2 separate regions of the Mus musculus genome follow, and region 2 is linked to region 1. A link is a contact called in public ChIA-PET data. All regions are on one chromosome and are shown on one strand. The core of a region is the stretch at or near the end of the contact, and the rest is flanking DNA. Distances in the headings are between cores, read along the strand shown. Region 1 holds the start of Zic5 (zinc finger protein of the cerebellum 5). Region 2 overlaps Pcca (propionyl-Coenzyme A carboxylase, alpha polypeptide).

Evidence for each region. ChIA-PET counts read pairs in DNA pulled down with a chosen protein or histone mark.
Region 2: an RNA polymerase II ChIA-PET map of effector CD8 T cells shows a contact between it and region 1, with 8 read pairs. The contact joins the enhancer-like site here to the promoter of Zic5 in region 1. A contact is called at or near these places in 6 of 115 datasets of contacts at active chromatin or transcription factors (effector CD8 T cells, embryonic stem cells, memory CD8 T cells and 1 more) and 2 of 9 other capture datasets (adipose tissue and liver).

Annotation. Positions count from the first base shown.
Region 1 is chr14:122,462,525-122,468,563 of GRCm38.p6, forward strand. Zic5 (zinc finger protein of the cerebellum 5) reads right to left here and starts at 3,134. Exons shown (of 2, transcript NM_022987.3): 1 at 1,368-3,134. The coding sequence starts at 2,793.
Region 2 is chr14:122,555,243-122,561,689 of GRCm38.p6, forward strand. It overlaps Pcca (propionyl-Coenzyme A carboxylase, alpha polypeptide), which reads left to right. Exons shown (of 24, transcript NM_144844.2): 2 at 2,473-2,550. Among named protein-coding and RNA genes, the nearest start is that of Pcca, 24 kb to the left of the region's middle. Within about 2 kb of position 2,294, at least 82 of the 459 cell types and tissues checked have an H3K27ac peak or open chromatin away from gene starts, as enhancers often do. A contact at or near this core is called in effector CD8 T cells and memory CD8 T cells, where this site is marked.

The DNA of each region.
Region 1 (6,039 bases), core at 1,884-4,383:
AACTTTCCCTTTAGTAAAGAAACTAAGAACTGATCCGAGTTAGGGAAAAGGAAGGGGGCGGGGTGGGGGTGGGGTGGGGAGGCCTGTAAGGAAAACTTCTAGCCGATCCTGCAGGTCAGAGGGAAGCCTTTAAGTTTTAGGGCTTCAAGAGCAAGGCTGTAGGCTAAGACCACCTCAACCAGGCTGCTCTCATAAAGGCCTCAGGCCAGTGGCCTGTGTAAGGGCCTGTGCTTGGGGGTTGCCTTTGCGTTCCAGTCCCAGATGCGCCGATAAATCAGTCAAGTGATTACTGAATGTAAACTCAGGTTACCTAAGTGTCCTCCGAGGAGTAATATTTCCCATCATATAAATCTCGACTACACTCGCCCTCCACATTAGCCGGGCGCGATCGCGCGTTCTACAGGACCAACAGGGCCCATGCCTCTATGGCCCAACGCCTCAGCCTCCTTCACCAGACCCACGGATCCCCGACGTGGGGCAGAATAAGAGGAGGAACCTCATGGAGTTAAGAGTTCTCCCCAAGTTCCACAGAGGTCTTACAGATCCGGGGAAAGCACCCTCTCTGGGGTCTAGAACCTTCTTTTAAAAGACAGAAGCCAACTTCTCCAGTGCCCAACACAATGTAACTAAAGCCTGTGGACCGTGTGTGAGTCGGTGCGTGAAGATATGTAAATGAAGTGTTGAGTGAGGACAAATGTGCAAGGGAGGTCGTGGTGTCACACGAGTGTGTGCACGAGGTCAGGAATGTATGAATTAGTATGAGAGTGTATGTCAGACCTCGAGTGAAAAGCTAGAGTTTCCTAGGGTCCCAGGTCTCTCCCTCAGACCTTCCTCAACCGGCCCCAGGACCTCTCTTCACGGGTGAGGCCGCTCTGACCAGCCTACAAAACATAGCCAAACCCATGCGCCCCTCCCACGCTGTATCTCGGCAACGCGGCGGTCCAGCAAGGCCCGCGTCCCGTGGAAGAAGGGAGGTGCTACCGGGTGACGGTAGCCAAGGTTCCCTTCCCCAAGGCCCTCCGGACCTCCCGGGGCTCGGGGCGTGGGGACTGCGGACCGTCCTGAGTGCCTTGATGCTGCTGTTGCTGTTCCCGGCAGGGCGGCGGCGGCTGGAGCGCGTTGCGGGTCCCGGCCGAGGGGCTGCGGGCACGCTGGAGACTCCGCCGAAAGGGAGGCCAGCGCGGGGCCCGTGTGTGTTATTGAATTACTTATTCATAGAAAAAAAAAGGGGGGGGGAGGGAGAAGAAGAAAAAAAAAGAAGTCACATGTCCGGGTCATACGTCTGCGGAGAAGTAGCAGAAGGAGGGAAAAATGAAAGCGAACAGAAGGCGAGGCGGTGGCGGCGGCGGCCGGGGACAGACACCCACCTGTATGAGTGCGCTTGTGGATCTTGAGGTTCTCGGAGCGCGCGAAGACCTTGCCGCAGCCCGGGAACGGGCAGGGGAAGGGCTTCTCGCCGGTGTGCACGCGGATGTGGTTGATGAGCTTGTACTTGGCCTTGAAGGGCTTGCCCTCGCGCGGACAGTCCTCCCAAAAGCAGACGTGGCTGCTCTGTTCCGGGCCGCCCACGTGCTCCACTGTGACGTGGTTCACCAGCTCGTGCATGGTGCCGAAAGTTTTGGAGCAGGGCTTGACGCCGCTGTCCGCGGACGCCGGCGGACCGGCCAGCTCCTCTGGGTCCAGCCACTTGCAGATGAGCTCCCGCTTGATTGGCTGCCGCATGTAGCGCAGGAAGGCCCCGGCCGCCCCCGGGAGGTGGGGGTGGTGCGGGTGCGGCGCGGGCGCCGGCGGTGGCGCCGGGGGCGGCGCGTGGTGTTGCAGGTGGGGCCCGGGCCCCGCGGCCGCTGCGGCCGCCGCTGCCGCAGCCAGGTTCAGGTTTAAGTTCACGGCTCCGTAGCCGTGCAGGGCGGCGGCCGCGGCGGCCGCCACCGCCCCATAGTGCGCGTCCCCTGAGCGCGGAGCGAAGGGTGGTTCGGCGCGGCCGTAAAGCTCGGCCGCAGCCGCCGCGGCGGCCGCCAGCCCAAGGCGCATCTGGCCGTTTAGCGGGTGGCCACCGGGAGCCCCGGGAGAGTCGTGCAGCGCGGGAAAGAGCGCGGAGCCGCCGCCGTCCCGGCCCGCGTAGGTGCCGCTGGCCGAGATGAACATCCCGGCCGGGTGGGGAGGTGGGGTCGGGTGCTGGGGGGAGCTGCTGCCGGACCGCTGCTCCCCTCCGAGCGGGGCCCCGTGCATGGCCGCCGCGGGGGCCGTGGCGGAAAGGTCCCTCCGGAGGACGAAGTCCCTGCTGTGGCCTTTGCCGCTGCTGCTGCCGCCGCCACTGTTGGTGGCAGTGTAGCCCGAGAGGGCAGGAGGAGGAGGAGGCGGGGGAGGGGGAGAGGAGGACTGGGAGGGAGGAAGAGGAGGGGCTGGAGGCGGGGGCGCCGAGGCCTGCGCGCCACTGCTGCCCCCGCCGTCGGGGTGGGTGCGGGCGCCTGGGTGAGTCCCTGAGGCCACGGAGCGGGCGGCTGGTGCGGGAACCTGGGACAGCCCGGGGAGCCCCTGGGAAGGAGGACAGGGGCCCTGCCCGCTGGCCTGTGCCATGTGCTCGGGTCCGAGCGCAGTGCTGGCTACGCCGGGGTCAGTGCCTAGGTCCCGCGGGTGGAGGTGCATGGCGACCGCGCGGCGTTGGGAGTGGGCGGGCGGGCCGACCAGCACCGGGAAGCCTGTCATATTCTGAAGCTGTTGGGCCTGAGCCGTTGCCAAATCCGCTAATCTCAGCGCTGGCGGGTTCCTCTTGCTCAAAGGGGGCTCCATCATAACTATACAATCAGGCCCATGGACCCTCACTGGGGGGACTTTTTCCCCCTCTGCCCGCCTTCAAAAACATGTATATATTAGGGGCTCTTTAACTTCTTGTGTCCGGGCCTCCTAGCTGCTTATTCTTGTCCCCACTCTATCCTCCAGCGATTGGCAGAGTGAACACCACATTTGAGCTGCACAGTGGGACCGAGTTTTTGGAAATGGCACGGGTGGGATTGGAGGGAGCCGTGTGATTGGCAGCTGCCTCGGCTGCGCGATTGGCTCTGGTTCAGGCTCTGGGCCCAGCGGGAAACCGCCCCCGTGTACCACACCGCCTGTGCTTTCACTTCGTGCCCCCTCTTCCCCTGGAGCTCTGCATCCCGGCTTCCCCTGAGATGCCTAAGTTTCCCTTGCAGAAAGTTTGCACTTGGCCGCCGGGCTCAGTCCCCTTCGAATGCCAGTCTCCGGGTCGACCTGCCTGGCGCAGAGCGTCTGCTAGCTCCGTGCCAAAGTGGACGGGAATGAGAGAGGTCATGGGACCTCCCCACCAGGGGTAAAGCGAGGGGGCAGGGGTTGGGGGGGGGGGTGGTGGAAGAAGATGAAGAACTCACTTGAACTCTTTCTACTTCTTCTCTTGGATAATCTCTGGATGCATCTGCACTGAATGACCATCGCATTTGTAGCGGTGCCAAAAACTTATCAAATGGACTCTGTCTGTCCCTGGGCCCACGTGGAGTGCAGACTGTAGGTGTAATAAGGACAATTATTAAACTATATTGGTCACAAAACAATTTGATGGAGCGCGGCAAACTACCAAAGTCAAAATAATATATAATAAATCTTTCCCCAAAGGAACAGTCTTGCTTAGACTTTTTAGCTCATGGATTCGACATGGTTCAGAGGACCTAACCTCACACTACGAGTGGGTTCTAGATCTGCTACTCCCAATTAGAGCTCACGGAGGAGGAGGTGGGCGGGGTGGGGTGCGGTTCGAACTTTTGCCTCTCAGAGAGATACAGTGTCAGGGAAGGCCCAATGGCTACTCTCCTAAGTGTAAGCCTTTAAATAGGAGATGTCTTTTTAAGCAAAATTCCTCCTTGCCCAGAACGCATGCCACATATGTGCCTCGGTTTCTCTGAAAGGACCACAAGCTAGAATAGACCAAATACAATAGTTAAAAAATAAGTATCTAGTCTTTATTTATTAATAAAATAAACTTCCTCCTTAAACTGAAATGCCATGCTTGAAAATCATTTAAAAACTAGGATCCTATGGCCCAGGTTTTTGAATGCTGTCCCTGAGACCTCATTGATTCGGAATTTCAATCTCCCAAAGTGTCCTCTGTTGTTTAAAAATAAAATATTCTTAATCTTGTGATGTTCTAAAATGCTCAAATTCGAGCAAAAATATTTTTGCTACCTTCAATTAAATTATAAAGTAGCAATAGGAGTCGGATGTGACCCCATACACATCTGGAGGTGGAGTATGGGGTGAGTGGAAGGGGGGGGACAGGAACGCAAGATACCATACTTAAGCTTAATTCATTTGCAGTACGAAAGATCAACCACCCCCAAAGCTGTCATCAGATCATAGTCCTCAAAAGAAATAAGTATTATTTCAAAAGAGTTGATTTGCGAGTGCCATTGACATCGGTGTGAGCCATCTGCAGAAAGTAGTCTCCCTATGAACCTTGGGAATGCCATTTCTCTTATAAAGCTGACAAGCAAACAAAGACAATCATGCCATCACATTCCAAATGCCTTTTTCTTTTATTGTAAGTGAAGTTAAAATCTAGGGAAAATGCAAAGGGCATAAGTAGAAAGACACACACACACACACACACACACACACACACACACACACGCAGTGTCAGTGATCAAATCCACATCTATATTTGGGAAGGAGAATTCTTTGATGATAACTTGTTTGGGAGATTTAAACATCTCGAGCCAGACATAGGAAGGTTGGTGGAGCACAGTACCATCTGCATAGATAGTATATAAAGGGAGTGTCATGTTGGGAATTACTACCACTGTCTTCGTTTCCTTGAAGGACATTTCAAATGATTTTCCTTTATTCCAACCTCTTGGCAATGAACATCCATGTCAGCAGTAATGGCAGTTCTGAGTTCACTCCTGCAGGTTATCAGCAAAAACAAAACAAACCCAAAAAGTGAATAAAGAAAATAAGTGCAACCTAGTTTATAATATAGACCATTTGAGCAATTTTATTGTGCAATAAAATGGGTACCTTCAGCCCCTTCAAAATAGCTTTTTGTCAAAATTATAACTGCTTTGTTTTATTGAATTGCTGAAATGTAATGGCTTAATGGGTGGAGGCATGAAGGAAAGGCTGTAAAAAATGTGAATAATGCTACAGCAGGGCTGTGTGGAATCTGGAACCCGCCTCCTTGTACAACTCTTGTTAAACACAGCATGATATGTATCTGTCATCGATTTAATATGTCTTAATTCAAATATAGCTCCCTAATCAATTTCTTTTTATGGGAGCCTTAAAAAGAAAGAAAAGAAAGAAAGAAATTACTTTCTTAGAAAATAACAGAGATTTGGGTGGGTGACTAGAAAGGGAATATTTACAAAGTGAGTTGAATGAATATTCAAATTCATGACCAAACCCAGACCCTAAAAAGATAATTGACTCAGGTAAATCGACTTGAGATGCTAATTCTTAAAAGAAAGGGCTGGGGAGCAAAATTTCAATCACCACCAATAAGGCGCCAATAAACCGCCTGCCAATTAAACCTGAGAATAGGCCTAGCTACTTGGTCATCAGGAAGGCTCACTGTGGATTTCCGGAATTGCCTTGCTTTATAAAAGGGCTTTTTATTTTGTAGACGCCCTTTTTGTTATTGTGATGACCTGCCTGACCCCAGGTGCGCTGTTTCTTTTTCCAGCTGTTTGGGAGCCAGCCGAAACGCACTTAAATCCCGACTTTCTAAGGACACGATAACTGTCTTAGACACTTCCTAAAAAAACAACAATTTCCAGAGCGTTGAAGTGAATAATGTACTGGTTTCCAAAGCAGGGAGTGATAGATGTATTCATGCAAATTCTGTCCTTTTCTGTGGAACTAGCCTATTCTGATGGTGGAACTGGTCTTTAGGACCACTTTCCCAAACCTGTGCCCTAATCTGCACTTTGTGCTGTAGAGGCCCTTGTATGAAGGCAGAGCAAACCTTGGAAATATCGGTGCTGGAGGCAACAAGAGCTTTGGGGCCCGTGGATTTACAGACCTCACGTTTGC
Region 2 (6,447 bases), core at 1,044-3,543, 92 kb after region 1:
CAGCTAGCTTTCACACCTAAGATGTGTATTTAGAGTTTAGGGCTGGCTGAAGCTAAATATTCAGGTTTTTTGGAGAAAGGACTATTATCTTTGTTATTAAGTTTGCTGTGACACTGAACTTTTTGTAGCTGTTCCACTGAGGGGCCGTAGAAGGTTGGCATTTTCAATTCTTTGAAAACTCATTTTCCATTTATTTAATTTTTTTATTAGTTCTTTGAAAGTCTAAATGGCTGAATTTTTATCTAAACATAGAGGGAATGGGTAGAGCCTCCTGATACACTACCCTTCCCCACCCAAATTATAACTTTGACTAGGCACCAATGTCATGGTGGAAGATGCTGTTGTTTCTATCTTTAAATTAAAAAACAAACTTTTCTAGCTCTCTGATCGTCAAAAGTTAGAAGCTGGTAGGACTCAACTTTCCAATGTGTAGGATTGGGGGTAATACAGAAGGGAAATGGAGTATGATCTTGGTATGTACTGTGGATATAATATACTTAATTTCATTTCCACTCAGTCAATCTTTTCTTGCTTCCTTTAACAAGCTGCCTTTTTCATGTCTCCTACTCTTGTTTCAAGTAGAGAATGCATTTTGCAGTCTGAGGTTTTATGTTTTTAAAAAGTATATGTGTTTAACTTCAGTTTAAAACATTTCTGTGAGATGCTCTGTTTCTCACATCAGTGTGTTTTTAGAATATTTTAGGAGATAGTAATAACTACCTCTTGTTCTTTGTGTTTTCCTGCTCTTCCTCTTTACCAGTAACTACTAGACAAGTTGGATTTTTTAAAGTTTCTTTTCTATTCCTATGTGTGCGAATGTGTGTGCATGTGCCATGACATGCAAGTCCTTGTCCATATAAAGTTAAGAGGACAGATTGCAGGACTTAGCTCTTTTCTTCCACCATGGGTTCCAGGGATCAAACTCATGTCTTCAGCATTGCACGGCAAGCACTTTATCCCCAGATCCATATACTGTCCCAACACATCCAGATACTGTCCCAACACATCGCCTTCTTAAAACTTGGTTATGCAACTTTTCTTGTTTTAACTTTCTGATTTAGCTTATGAGCTGTGACTTAAAAATGCATAAAGATAATATTTCTTCCTCCAAAAAATTCATTACTGGTAAACAAGGAATTAGATTTAATCAAATTTAACTTTTTTAAGTTTCAAAGGACATGTAGAAAGTAAAAAACAAATGTATAGAATAAAATCAAATAATTGTGGTTATATATACAATGGAGGTATGAGTCTAGAATATATCAAGAATCCTTATAACACAGCCGTGAAAGAAAATCCAGTTTGAGTCTGGTGGTGGTGATACACCCTTTTAATCCTAGAACTTGGGAGGCAGAGATAAGTGGATCTCTGAGTTTGAGGCCAGCCTGATCTACAGAGTAAGTTCCAGGATAGCCAAGGTTACATAGAGAAATAATATATATATATATATATATATATTTTTTTTTTTTAAAAAAAAAGAGAAATAATATATTGAGAAATTAAAAAAAGGAATTTGAACGACAGTTATAGAATGTAGACATTCCTATAAAGAGAGCATAAAATGACACATACACTTTTGAAAGACACTTGTACAAACACAGACATCCAGTTGGATAGGATGGTGTGTATCCTTCCTACCAGCACTTGGATCTCTGAGCGTTTGAGGTCAGCCTGGTCGACCTAGTTTCAGGTTAGCTAGAGCCTGTGCACAGTGAGCCCCTGTTTCAAAACCAAAGAACCAAAATTCAAACCTAAACCAATATTAAAGATATCCAGTTATAGGCATAGTCAGACCTCGTCCCGTGTTTGTTACAATTTTTATTACTCATTTTCTTAATGTCTTAAGGCATTTCTTCAGAAATAGTTAATAACATACTAGATGTGAACTTGATCATTTCGGACTTTTATCTATCAAATCCTTTTTGTGCCAGAAAAAAGTTATAACTCCTGACTTTTTTTTAAAATTTCAACAAATAAAAAAAGGGACATTTTTATTAGTTACTAGTCATTGTTAAAATTGAAAAATCCTTAAAGCCATCACTTTATTATTTATTTATTTGCTTACTAAGTACCTAGGGCCTTGGGAATGATAGACTGATCTCTGCCTCAGAAGCACACACCTCAGAAGCACACACACAAAGAAACGGTCCTCCGTTTAAATTCTGTAAATCCCTGAGGTTTGTGGCATTTCTGACCTTGCACTCTCAGTCACCCACCAGAGGCTGCCCGTGACGTGCCACCCCTCGCTCACTCGCTCTCTTCCTCTTTTGCCACACCTTTGGTTCTTCTTACATGCCAAGGGGACGTGTCTTCAGTTGAGGTTTCCTCTCCGTAACTAAGTTCCATTCTTAGCACTGTGTATATAGACTGAAACTCTTGGGTAGAAGCAAACTGGAAAAGAACCCCGAGAAAAGGTAAAACCCACAAGAGTCTAACTGCTTTCACTTTTGTTTTTCTTCTATTTTTAAATAGCATGCTCCAGTCTATTCATACCAATGCCTAGTGGTGTCCAGAAGTCTCAGTTCTGTGGAATATGAGCCTAAAGAAAAGGTAAGGATTTTAAAAATAAAAATAAAATCTCAATGGCCGAGGTGGACTGGTTTTATTTCTTGTTGCCACATGATGTTCAGTGGACTGATTGAATTGTAGTGATATTGTCATTATTTATTGCATTGGTGAAGTGTTGTAGGCTTCTTTTCTGTTTTCCTTCTTTAATATGTGCGTGCATGTGAGCATGTAAGCACGTGTGCATGTGCTCATGTCCTTGTGGAGGCCAGAGGATGATATCTGGGGTCCTGCTCTATCGTTCTCTGACTTAGTCCCTCAAGACAGGGTCTCTCACTGAACCTGCAATTGGGCCTGTAGCAAGCCCCAGGATCCTCGTGTCTCTCCCTCTTGCCATGCCTGGGTTATAGGCACTTGATTGGCCATGCCTAGGCATTATTGTGATTGTTAGAGATTTGAACTCCGATTCCCTTGTGCTCTTACCCAGTGAGTCATCACCCAGCCCCTGTATCACAGGTTTTAGAGAGGCTCAGTCTTTGTTCCATTTTTCATTTGTAGAGTACAACTTGAGTTTGGTAGTGTTTCTCATTAGCATCAAAGGTTTTTAGAATGTGGATTCAGGGCCTGGAGAGATGACTGTAGTGGTTAAGAGTTTGTTTCTCACCACCCACATCTGTCAGCTCGCAACTGCCTCTAACTACATTTCTAAAGGATTCGCCATGTTCTTGTGAGCTATTGAACTGGTTTATGTGTGTGAGGAGGCCTGACCTTCCTTATAATGACCTCCATTCTCGTGTGGGTTGGCTATCTCACTGCAGTGCAGGGGTGTAAGATGTAAATACCTTGGAAGGATTTCTTTTATGCCAGGTTCTCATGGCTGCTTAAGGGGAGGTATGACTCAGTTTCTGCCCCTGGAACATCGTCAGGCTGTTGATCCCCACATGTGCTAATGGTTGCTGCTTCCCTCAAGCTGATCTGCTATCTTTCCTACTTAATTTTCAATCTCTTTCTGGGGAATATATTTCCCCCATTACTCAGAGCTAACCACTCCATAATAAATGAAACAGATGCAGTTCTCAGGAATGAGGAATGGAGGTGGTCATGAGGCTGAGGAGGATGAGGAACAGGCCTTCTGCTTGGCTTTTAGGGCCATGGGAAAAAATCTAGACAACAAAACCACAAAGGCCACGGAAGCCTACATGGTCCTTTGTAGAAATTGTTCATTGTGAAACTTGGCCTTGAACTTGGAATTATGAGGACATACATGTACTCCCCTGTTCAATGACTGCTGTATTAAGTAACCAGTGTGAACTTGGGGACACCAGGGATAGAGAGCTAAAGTGGTCTCAAGAAGAAAAGGTACGGATAGGAAAAGAAGGAGTCTATAAAAAGTAAGCAAATGATAGGTGGGTTTATCTTATAGGAGGAAGGCTTATATACAATCTACAAACAAATAATATTAGAAGGAAAATATATCAAGCTATGGTGGTTTGAATATGCTTGGCCCAGGGAGTGGCACTATTAGAAGGTGTGGCCTTGTTCGAGTAGGGTTGGCCTTGTTGGAGGAAGTATGTCACTGTGGGGTGAGCTTTAAGATTCTGGTCCTAGCTGCCTGGAGGCCAGTATTATTCTGTCTGCCTTTGGATGAAGATGTAGAACTCGCAGCTCCTCTAGAGTCATGCCTGGCTGAACAGTCATGCTTCCTGCCGTGATAATAGACTGAACCTCAGAACCTGTGAGCTGTCCCCAATTGAATGTTGCCCTTTATAGGAGTTACCTTGGTCATGGTATCTCCTCACAGCAGTAAAACCCAAACTAAAACAGAGGCCATGGGATTGCTGGGATAGGAAACATTAAAAGATGATGTGTAAACATATAATAAGCTAGTACTTTATTTTCTAGTTAAGTGAAGGGTTGGAAGTGACAATGCCTACTTTACTTACATAAATTTTAAAACTTTGTAAGAAATTATTTCAGCCTTAGTAATCTCTCACTTTTCTGTACTTAAACCGTTACTAAAGATGGCTGCCTGCTCTTCCAGGAAACTGCAAGAGCTGTGTGTGCCCAGCTATCAGTGAAGATCAGGCTGTGTAAAATCATAAGGATTGTGCTTTTGCTTTGTGTTTAATTTCTGTTTTAAGGAGGCAGGGGTTAAGACTAATGACCTGGGGTTTATAAAATTTATGAATTAGAAAAAATTATTAACAGTGGTTAAAACCCTGATGATGTAGCTTTAGTGAATAAAAAACTGGGTTCAGTCTCTCTGGTTGGAAGAATGAAAAAGAATGAGAAGAAAGAAGGAAAAAGAATGGGAAAAAGGCAGAGAGGAGAAGGAGGAGAAATTATGAGAAGCTTTGGGCAGAGAAACAGCACTTGAACTGACAGTGTGTGTCCACTACAGACTTCGAATCATCGTTGAATCTGTGCCGTTCCCATCGCCCCCTTTCTCAGGACCCTCCTCACGACGAGGCTAGACTTTGGCTCTTCTCACACTGAGGCTGAACCTTGACCCTTCTAGTTTGCAGTTTCAGAGAGTTAAGTCTTTAGTCTTAGGGCTGCTAATTCTGTGTCTTTGATGTGGGTCTTTGGGTAGGTGGGTGGTAGGAATGTCTGGTGGAAGCTACTTACCTCTCAGTTGATAGAGAGCAGAGGGTCAGTGGGGTTCTGGGTGAACTCCAGCACTCAACGACAGGGCCCAACGACCTGCTTTCTTCAGTTAGGCTTTTCCAGAGCTTCCCCAAATAGTATCTCCTGGTAGAGCCACCCATTACTCAAGTCTTTTGTGGGGGTTACTTAGTGTCCAAAGTATAACAGTTTTCATTTTAACCTGTCATTGACTCCTTATTAAAATTAAATTAAATTTATTTGTATGTTTGTGTGAATGTGTAGATGTATGTACTAGATGTGTGTAAGAGTGCATACACATGTACAGACATCTATGTTGAGGACAAACGTCATTGTCTGATATCTTCCTTTGATTGCTCTTCGCTTAATTAGTTTGTTTATTTTGAGACAGGATCTCCTTTGTAGTCCTGGCTGCACTGGAGTTTACTATGTAGACCAGCCTGGCCTGAAACTATATTTACCAACCTCTGCTTGGGATTAAAGGTGTGTGCTGCCACACCACCTTTTCATCTTATTTATTGATACAGGGTCTCTCAGTGAATCCAGATCTCACTGATTGGCTTTAATATCTGGTCTTTGAGCTCCATGGATCCTTTTGTCTCTATATACCTCCACTTCTAGTGCCCAGTGCTAGAGTTACAGCCATGATCTATTACACTAGTGCTAGAGTTACAGCCATGTACCATTACACCATGCCTGGAGTTACAGACATGAGCCATTGCTCCAGTGCTAGAGTTACAGACATGAGTCATCACACCAGTGCTAGAGTTACAGCCATGATCTATTACACTAGTGCTAGAGTTACAGCCATGTACCATTACACCATGCCTGGAGTTACAGACATGAGCCATTGCTCCAGTGCTAGAGTTACAGACATGAGTCATCACACCAGTGCTAGAGTTACAGACATGATCTATTACATCAGTGTTAGAGTTACAGACATGAGCCGTTACTCCAGTGCTAGAGTTACAGATTGTGCCATTACAGCAGTGCTAGAGTGACAGACATGTGCCATTACACCCAGCTTTGCATGAATGATGGGATCTGAACTCAGGTTCTCAAGTTTCTTTGAGACATTTCCACCATTTGAGTGCCAGGAGTGAATACCAGCTACTAAAGCTAACATGCTTGCATTTTTTTTTTTTCTTTTTGCTTGTTTTTAACGTTTTATTGATTCTTTGTGAGTTTCACATCATGCACCCTAATCCTGCTTCCTTGTCCCTTTGTTTCTGCCCTTTGGCATTGCAATGCCCCCCAAAGAAAATACAAAACATATCTTGCATGAGTCATTGGTCTGGCTCAAGGCCTCTGGCTTCT